Regions from separate parts of the Canis lupus genome. Here region 1 is linked to region 2. A link is a contact called in public Hi-C data. All regions are on one chromosome and are shown on one strand. Each heading gives the region's core, a stretch centred on a gene start, on an enhancer-like site or on the middle of the called end of the contact. The rest is flanking DNA. Distances are from core to core; before and after follow the strand shown. Region 1 has its middle 86 kb from the start of IRF2BP2. Region 2 has its middle 140 kb from the start of TOMM20.

What was found. Hi-C and Micro-C count contacts between places; a contact is called where the count stands out from the background.
Region 1: a contact with region 2 is called in a Hi-C map of liver, with 2.4 times the contacts expected there. The contact joins two enhancer-like sites. A contact is called at or near these places in 2 of 9 Hi-C or Micro-C datasets (liver and skin fibroblasts).

What each region holds. Positions count from the first base shown.
Region 1 is chr4:5,528,345-5,533,401 of UU_Cfam_GSD_1.0, reverse strand. No RefSeq gene overlaps it. Among named protein-coding and RNA genes, the nearest start is that of IRF2BP2, 86 kb to the left of the region's middle. Within about 2 kb of position 1,356, at least 5 of the 20 cell types and tissues checked have an H3K27ac peak or open chromatin away from gene starts, as enhancers often do. A contact at or near this core is called in liver, where this site is marked.
Region 2 is chr4:5,292,501-5,297,316 of UU_Cfam_GSD_1.0, reverse strand. No RefSeq gene overlaps it. Among named protein-coding and RNA genes, the nearest start is that of TOMM20, 140 kb to the right of the region's middle. Within about 2 kb of position 1,451, at least 11 of the 20 cell types and tissues checked have an H3K27ac peak or open chromatin away from gene starts, as enhancers often do. A contact at or near this core is called in liver, where this site is marked.

The sequences.
Region 1 (5,057 bases), core at 107-2,606, 240 kb before region 2:
TTTTTTAAGATTTTATTTATTTGAGAGAGAGTGCACTAGAGAGAGAGAGAGAGAGAGAGTGTGTGCTTGCATGAGTGGGGGGAGGGGCAGAGGAAGAAGCAGACTCCCCGCCAAGCAGGGAGCCCAATGTAGTGCTTGATCCTAGGACCCTGAGATCAGGACCTGGGCCGAAGGCAGATGCTTAACTGACAGCTTACCCAGGCGTCCTTCTATTTGATAAACTATTGATAAGGGCATGTTAAGGGGGTTATTTGGAGAAATTGAAAATATGCAAATGAGAGGTTGAACTAACACACATCCCAGGGTATTTTATGGCACTAGCCAAAGGGTTTACAAGAGCACAAAGGCAGTTATTTTTGAATCTCATCCACTGGGATGTGCAGGGACACTGGGAACAGATGTCTTAATATTATATCACATTTCATGTTAATATCATGCAAGATAAATGCATTGCTTGTTCTCAGAATCAGACATGTTAGCCTGGGTCCCATCCTTCCCTCCTCTCTCAGTAGCAATGTGATAGGATTGACTAAGGCAAAAGATGTTTTAAATGCCTTTTGGTTTTAAATAGAAACAGAAATGTGTCTCCCAAAAAAAGGAAGGGAACTGAGGCATTTGGGGAAACCAAAGGAATTGCCGAAGATCAAAGACCAAGTCAAAGACGAAGTGATGACCCGTCTTCTAGAAGCCAGACATCTTCCAAAATAAGGAATAGCACTGAAGGTGATCTGGGTCTCGGGTGTTAATGCAGGAGTGCCTGTGGGGAGCTGGTGGGGAGAGCTCACATTTTAGCAGCAGCCGCCAGCGTGGGGAGCCACTATGGAAGCAAAGCTCGCCTGCCTTCATAATGTGACCACTGCCTTAGCTGGCTCTCTCCTTCCATTCTCCTACCCTACGTATACTCGGCTGATGGCAGAGCTAAAATGATGAACACCAAATCATTCTTTCACCCCCTTCCCCAAAAGAATTTCAGCAGGACCCTCCCTAGGCTTCAGGACTTGCAGAGTGCATCTCTGCCTGTCCCCTTTACAGCGCCAGAGCTGCATGCTCAAGAGAGGGGTGGCAAGTGTTTTGCTGGTTTCTGCACGTAGACCAGACTGAGGGAGAGACATTAACCCCAGCCAATGGTAAGGCTTGGAGGATTCCGACAGTGAGGAGGTGAAGCCGGTTAGTGGGCACCCCTGTGCACCTTATCAGGTCTCTCCCTGACCCACCCAGTGCTGAGCTGGCCGACAACAGATACAGGCCTGCACTACATCCTGGATTGGACTCTGGGGCCCCTGCCAGCTTCGGCCCCTCCAAGCCGGCAGGGCACCCTAAGCCTCCTGCTCACACCTGTTGCTCGTCCCCAGCCACCTGATCTGATGCGCTGGGCAGGGTCAGTGTTTTGATCCTGCCTGCTCAGGCGTGCGCACGGATCGATGACAGTCGGCAGAGAACAACCCGTGACGAGGAAGAATGTCCTCTTCTGGGCTGACTCAGCTTGGGACAGGAAAGCAGGGGCATCTGGCCTTCGGTGAAGCCCTGGGTCGTCCCTTACGAAATATTAACTGAAAATGAATTTGCATTGGCCTGGCCCTAAGGTCGCTCAGGTGGGATTTGAAAGGCAGAGGCACTGTGTCAACAAAGAGAAGCGATAAGCTGTGTGCTGTTTCTCTGAGCTAATGCGTCCAACCGTGTACCACAGGGATCCGGTTTATATCTCTCTACAGATCGGTGTGTTTTTATGACAACCGTCTCCATAGCAACCAGGTGTCCAGACACTAAATGGATCTCAAGGATATTAAACCCAAGCCTGGTGCCGGAAGCCCACTCTGACCGCTGTTTCGCGGGAGCCACTTCTGATTGAGGGTTCAGGAGGCATGGGGGGGGCGGGGCCCAGGGCCCAGCTCTGCATGGTGATGGGGTGAGGACCCTTTTCTTTATCATTTTTCCTAATGATCCAGAAGAAAGAGTGAACAGCAGGTAAACACCACTCTCATGGAACTAAATGGGGAAGTGTTGCAAACGCTGGAGAGGCCGGAGAAATTATGTCAGTGGCCGTGAAGAAATAGCCAAGAGAGAATTGTCCTGGAAAGGCCTAAGTTGGCACGTCTGGAGGCCAATATTCCAAAATGGGAAGGTGTATGAGACTTACAGTGCAGGAATTGAGGAAATCGGGGTGCAGGAGCTCAGAGCATAGGGTCCCAGCCTCTGGTTGAGCTGAAGCTGAGACCCCAGCAAGGGACTGGCTCCTCTCCATTTGTTGGGGTAAGTCCAGAGAGCCAACCCAGGGAAGAAGAGTGGGGAGGTGCCCAGGACACAGGAGGGGATGACAGCATCACCTCAACATCTTGTGGCGGCAGCTCCCTGTCGCCGGATCACATGGGGTTCTGCCCAGAGGTGAGTCTGGCCAATGCTGGGCCTCTGGTCCCAGCTGTTCCATACCTAGGGTTTCTCTTGTTCTGAATCGTTGCCCACGTGCTAACTGCACAAGGAGGATAGAATAATGATGTTCCAGGCAGAACCGGAAGGAAGGCACAGCAGATGAAAATGGAACAAAGAGATGTGTGGTTGGAACCCTGGGAAGAAGTTTCCCCAGTGACATCCAAATAGGCTGCAAATGGCCTTTAGCAGGGAACTCCCTGTCATAATCTAAACCAGAACCCAACGAGGCAGGGTGGATGGCTAAGAGCGAGCACATGGGTGCAAGGGAGGATGGCGGCGAGGCCACCACTTGGATCCCCCAGAACTAGGTGTGTCCCCACTGAAGAGAGCTGCCCTCTCCCAAAGGAAAGATCAAGGTTAAATCTGCAACTGTCAGTGTGTCTGGCAACAAAATAAAAGGAAACCACATTCTCCATGAATGAAGGAGGAAGCAGGAGGAAGGTAGTTGTTGGTTTTTTTTTTTTCTTTTTTCTTTTTTTAAAACATGAGTAAGATCCTCAATATGTTTGAGATTATTTAGCAAATTCTCTGAAAAAAGCCTCGGGTCACAAACCAACAGATCATGGATGTAGAAACCATATTCTTCCGATGTCCCTCCCCTCCTCAACCCCAAAGATAGCAGGGTGGGCGTCGTGGGGGTCTCTGTTTAGTTAACCATTAACAATTCATAAAAGTCCAGACCTCTGCACGATAAGTCCAGTCCTTGGAATGTTATTAGAAAATCCTATTTCTGGTCTGTTATGAAACAGAGGTTTTGATGTGCTGCCAGGTTTATGGGGAACTCTGGAAACAGAACACTTGCTGCTCTGAGGAGCTGAGGCCAGTGGGTGTTACATAAAGCTTTCCTAGCAACTCAGGTTTATCACAGAATGTGAGGCTGCAGTGGAAAAAAGCAAACGAGTTAATGCAAAACATGAGCCAACCCACTATCCCCATTTGCTCTGAGGCCAGCCAGCAAATTTGTGGGAGTGATTTTAACCCATGGGGCCCCGCAGGTCTGGGACTCTGCTTGGCTGCAGGTTCAGCCCAAAAATGCTTGGACGGCTCAGAGCCCAAAGGCACCTTCATGTAGAACTCACGGAAATGCAAAACAGCTCTGTTTTTTGTTTTGTTTTGTTTTGTTTTGTTTTGTTTTGTTTTTGCCTCTGAACCAACTGCTGATTGAAATTCACACAAACACATCTTCTTTCGCCGTCCTGCACTGCTCTTGCTTTCTCTGGGCATCGCAGGAATAAAAGCGAGTAAGGTCACATCGTCAAATCCCTGCCAAGTAAAATGCATCTAATGGCGCGACTGTGTGTCTGAAGTAAATGGATAAGAATCTCATTTCTAAGCTCTTGGACCCCAAATTATGCAGATTAGGATCGAATCTTTCTTTGGATATGGTTGCCGACTTTTGTGGGGTTTCTAAAAAGCATAGGTCCAGTCAATAGTTGTACACCTCTCGGGCGTGGGAGGGTAGGGGTGGAAGGACATGTGGGCAGCAACCACACAGAATACCATCTGAACTGCAAATCAAGGCCAACAGTCTACTAGGATCTGCTCGCATATGACCAGTGTTACAGACAGGAGGAGATTGCTCAGCTGGGAGGGTGGGTCTGACATGTTGGGCTGGGTGGCGGTGGGGGTCACCTGTCAAGAAAGAAGCTGGTTGAATTGGAACTCAAATGGAGAGAGGAAAGGCAGTTGGAGGGGAGCAGGTTCCTCAGTGGACAGCACTCAATAAACCTGCCTGGGGACCTAGAGCCTCTCTCTGCGCCACCCCTGGACCAGGGTTCAATGCCTGCTTCCGGGACAATTGGGGACAGAAGAACTAATTACTTCATTTGGGAAGGAAAACACCCATTTCATAAAATCCCAGAGCTCCGTGTCCCTGTGAAGGCAGTCAGCACAGTGGGCAGATGATAATCTTTCCTTACATAAACCAGATCACCCCAAATCTAGAAGATCCATAACCGCCAGTCATTCTTGCAGAAGGTGAAAACAGCTTGTTTGCCTTAAAACAAAGAAACCCCAAGACCTCCTCATTGGCTTGGAAGTTGAAGTCGCTCAGTAGAAGGTGCATTTCTATTTTCGGTAGGCCTTGAGAAGTCACCAGAAATCCAGAAAAGAATTTGCCCCGAGATGTCTCTTAAAAGATTTCATAAAAGCACAAACAAAGACAGACGGAGGTCACTAAAAGCAGCAGCAGATCTGCCTGAGGAAGACGGTGGCGTCCAGCCACAGTCCCTTCACCATCTAATAATAAGGTATTATTATGCCCATTTGATGATAACGAGGAGGGGAACCCTCTGCAGAAGGCTTCGCCCCAGGATTCCTGCCCCGCCCGCAGGTGGGGGCGCCGGCCTGCAGGCCTCGGCCGCCGGCCAGTGTCTGGTCGAGCAAAGCTGTCTGCAGCCGGAATGGCCCGAGTGAGCCAATTGCAATTGAAATGAGATCAATACTACTCCTTTTTCTCTTGCTGGCTCCCGAGTGATTCATGAATCTGAAAACCAGTTCATGAATCAGAGTGAGGTGGGGAGGTGGTGGGGGGGTGGCTGGGGCGGGGGCGGGAGCACATTTGTGCTGTCAGGAACCTCAGTTTCTTTCGTGAACCCAGCCATGAGTTGCATAACGCTTGCCTGCCTGCG
Region 2 (4,816 bases), core at 202-2,701:
TGAGGTGTGATAAGCAAACCTGCCATCGTGTACATTCCCTACCACGAGGAGAAAGCTTATCAAAGAGATGAGAATCAATATTTGCTGGAAGATGATGTGAGAGAAAAGAGAGAGCGCCTGGCAGGGTCAGGTCGCAGCTGCAGGTGTCCTCAGAGCCCCCCCCCCCCCCCCGCCCTCCGCTTCTACAGTTGTCACACAGAGCTCCTTTTTAGAAGCCCCAACAGGGTTTAGTTGCACTTCTCTTGCGTGTGACTAATAATAGAGTCCTCATTAGATCCACTGTGATTGGATGCTGGCCATCGTGCCTGAGTGAGACCAGCTGACCTCTGCTCCCACCACGGAAACGAGGGGATGGAGGGGAAAGAAGTGGATAGAACTGACTGGAAGGAGAGATTATTACCCAGGGTGATTTAGGGCATTGGAATACAGAACCCCTGTGGCGACTCTGAGAGAATTTTTAAGTCTTTACCGAGTCAGTGCTTTTATCATTATGAACTCTTAGGCAGAGGCAATTATCTGGATAATTGAAGTGCTTCTTAGAACAGGTTTCAGGTGAGAGCAGGGATGACCGCTTAGGCAGCACACTAATGACAGATCCTTGGAAAGCTCAGCACTCCGGAATAAAAGGCCAGTCATGACTATTCTCAGGGGGAGGTAGCAGCTGCACATCTGGCCCTCTCCATCTACCACTGGCTAAGCGGACAAATGGACCCCGGGAGAGCTGGCATCCCCAGGCACTCAACTGCCTCCTCCATCAGTCTAATACCTGCCAGAGCTGGGCCCATAGAACCCTACCACTCCCTCAAATATGAGGCAGCCCCCGAAGTGGGTAGAGACCCAGGAGATGCCTCAGCTCTGCACCTCACTGGTCTTCATGGGCTGGAACCACAGGAAGGCCTCGGGTCACAGGAGCTCACCCAATTTCGGGGGAGGCCACAGAATCCAGCTTAATCCCCTTACTCATCTGCAAAGGTCAGAGGAGGGCCAGCAACCACCAGAGGCAGAGCCTTCATTTTTACTTCAGTTTCAAAGAATCCAGCTAAAGCCACATGGGCCCGGTGGCACCACCCTAAGAAACGGATCCAATCCTGAGTCAGAGAGGAAGCTGACACTCACTGAATCACCTGTCCACTTCCTCCTACCCCCAGCAGCTGGGCCAAAACCAGCAGCCACTTCCAAGGGGCAGCCTAGTGACCAGCACTTGGAAAAGTTGATGCCCCGAAGAAGAGTGAGCGGGGCCAACACTCACGTGGCCCGAACCACGACCAACTTCATCGTGACTCCCCCGCCCCCTGCATTTTCCAAAGTAAAGCTTCACATCTTGTGACAGCCCCTGTCCTGTCCTGCACTGCCCCTGGCTGTGCTATTTTTCACTTCCCTGTTCAGAACACAGCCACACTGTCCAAATGCCATGAATCATCACCGCCCAGCAACGGCCCCTCAGCAAGGCAGGAAACCACTGAGCGCCAGACCTAGAAGGAATGACTCTCTGCCACAGCCCTCTCCTGCTCCAGCCGGTCATCTGGCCTGAGGCCACAGCGGAAGGCGGCCGGACAGAGTGGCCACTCCAGGCACTCAACTTCTCTCCACAGTCGTCCCCGCTGGCTGCGCTCCCCACTCTCTGATCCACTGGGTCATTTGGGCATTTTGGAGCTTTCCAGCAGATTTCTTGGATGCATTAGCTAAAGTGAAGCTGATGGCTTCAAAGCCTAGGAGAAGAGAAACAGGAAGAACCGTTCAAGCCAAGGGAGATGTGATCAGGGGACGTGGCATGGAGCAAAGCCACCATTAGGAACACGGGGAGGCAGATCTCTGCCTGCACGTAGCCTCAAGATAATGGCCCACATGTCCTCTCTGTCATTCAAGCCCTGTATAACTGGAACCATGTGGCCTTCTAGACGCCATTCAACAAGTGCCCAAAAGTAGCTGCAAGTGAGCCTCTGAGTAAATAAATCAGTGAAAGATGATGGTCCTCAAGGATGGTCCAACTCTTCCATGCTGGGCTTCTGGCTCCTCTGAATGATAATCGTCTAAGCTCCATGCCAGGCTTAGGTTCTCTCGTAGTACTGAGAACCTGATATGAAGTCATTTTTTTCCCCAGCTCAATCACAGACAGTGATTGATTCAGAAGCAGAACAATGTAGGAAATGCAAATCAACACCACAATATTACGTCACTTCTAACCTATCAGATGGACCAAAACTCTAAATATGGACAATGACAACAGCCAGGGTTGACCAGAGAGTGGGAATGGGCGCTCTCCTATACCGTTGGTGGACGTAAAGTGTTACAGGTTCTCTGGGGGCAGTTTGACCTTGTGCATTACAATTATTAACAAGTAACCTTTGACTCCTTAATTTTAAGACTAAAAATTTCTCCTCAGCCGAATGAGCCACAAAATGCACAAAATGTAAGTACAAGGTAGTCACCACAGTGTGGTAAATAGATACACACACACCAAAAGTGAACCAATCTAGACATGATTGAGCCAGTGAATTAAATACATTTGGTAAAATGCTGTGCAACCATTAAAAAGTGTTGGAAATCTACAGCCAAAGCCATAGAATAGTAGTAGTGTGGGTCACTTTGACAAATGAAATGTAGGAGACAAAACTTGCATATGCCTGTTAGATAACTGTGTGTTGATGGTGTGTGTGTATAAAAGAGATACGTGGACGGTTTATCTATCTAATTATTAACAGCACTCATCTCTGTAGAGTTAGATTTCAGGGTAATTTGTAACTTCTTCCTCATATTTTCTGTATTTCTTCAAAGTATCTATAAGAAATGTGAAGTACTTTTATGATCAATGAAAATATACATTTATTTTCATTTGAAAACCAAAAGCAACACAAATGCAAAGCCTATTTTCCTGGCAGGCCATATCTGTCCAAGATTAGTCGCAGGTATTCATTCTGGTAGAAGGTATTATTGTGACGGGTGCCTGGGTGGCTCAGTCAGTTGAGCACTCATCTCTTGAGCCACTCAGGTCATGATCTCAGGGTCATGAGATTGAGCCCTGAGTCAGACTTTACACTGAGCATGGGGTCTGCTTGAGATTCTCTTCCTCTCCCTCTCCCTCTGCCCTTCCCCCCACTTGTGCATGCTCTCTCTCTCTCTCATAAATAAACAAACAAATGCCTTTAGAAGGTGTTATTATAGGCCATTCTACCAGGAGGCCTTGGGTTCTACATTGTTTCTCCTAAGTTTTGATGGGTTGAACTGGACCCATCTGTGCTCTTTTAAGCAGCCCCTGTGTGGCAATTCAATTTATCGGGATGGCTGACCAGGGTTGGGTGGAAGCTTGGACACATGAAGGGTTATGTGTGGTCATCAAATTCAAATCCTAGATTTCAGTGCACAGAATTAACTAAATTAACTAACTTAACAGACCTGTCTGGGTGGCCAAGCAGATTTCAGATGGTTTGAAAATACATGAATCACAACGCCCTATCTACTCAGCTCCTGAAATAAAATCCAGACCCTTAAAGAGCAGAAATCTAAAGCTGAAGGATTTTTAAGCAGATCATCTCTTCTAGAAACAGTACAAATGGGGGCACCTGGGTGGCTCAGGGGTTAAGCATCTACCTTTGCCTCAGGTTGTGATCTCAGTGTTCTGGGATGGAGTCCAGTATCAGGATCCCTGCAGGGAGCCTACTTCTCCCTTTGCCTATGTCTCTGTCTCTCTGTGTCTCTCATGAATAAATAAATAATTTAAAAAAAAATAAAGAAACAACCTAAGTGTCCATTGATGGATAAAGAAGATAGATAAGGTAGATAGATAGATGATAGATAGATAGATAGATAGATAGATAGATAGATAGATAGATAGATAGATACACACTGGAATATTACTCAGCCATAAAAAATGAAATTTCAGCATTTGTGATAACATGGATGGACCTTGAGGGCATTACATTCAGTGAAATAAGTCAGAGAAAGACACACACTGTAAGGTACCACTTGGATGTAAAATCCAAAAAACAAACAAACAAACAAAGCAAGGCAACAAACAACACAAAATGAAAATCATAAATGTAGAGAATGGAACTGTGATTGCCAGAGGCATGGGTGGAATTGATGAAGAGGGTCAAGAGGTACAAACTTCTAGTTATAAAAAAGGTGTGAGTCATGGGGTCCAATGTACAGCAAGGTGACACTAGTCAATAATGTTGTAGAGCACATCTGCAAGTTGCCAAGAGAGTAAATCCTAAAAATTAGCTTTGGGTGGTGACTGTTGTTAACTAGACTTATTGAGGTAATGATTTTATAATATATACAAATATCAAATCATTATGTTGTCAACCAATATCAACCAATGCTGTATGTCAATTATATCTCAATTTTTTTAAAATTTGTTTTTTTAGTATCTATTCTGACCTCTCATGTGACACATGATGAAACCAAGGAACAGAGAATATGAAGTGACTTGCCCAAGGTCCCATACTTAAGGGCAACAGAGCCCAGAAGAGGACTTGTGGTCTGCTGACCTGCAATCTGGGGTTCTTTTTGCTTTATCACAACTGGGACCAGCACAGTGGGTAGAAGATCAGAAACTTCTCCTGTTGAGGGGTCCAGAATGTACCACCATGATCCCAGGCTCTGTAGAAGGCTCTAGTTAGAGTTATATGTAGGCATTCTTAACCAGAGATCATATATTTTTCTATAAGGGGGTGGAGGCGTATATAAAGCTTTCATCACATTTTCAGACAATCCCCTTGTGTAACAAAAATAAGAAGCAATGAACTAGATAGAGTACAGGCTGGCAAGCTTCCTGTAAGAAAATTGTACAGAAAGCAAATATTTTGACTTTGCA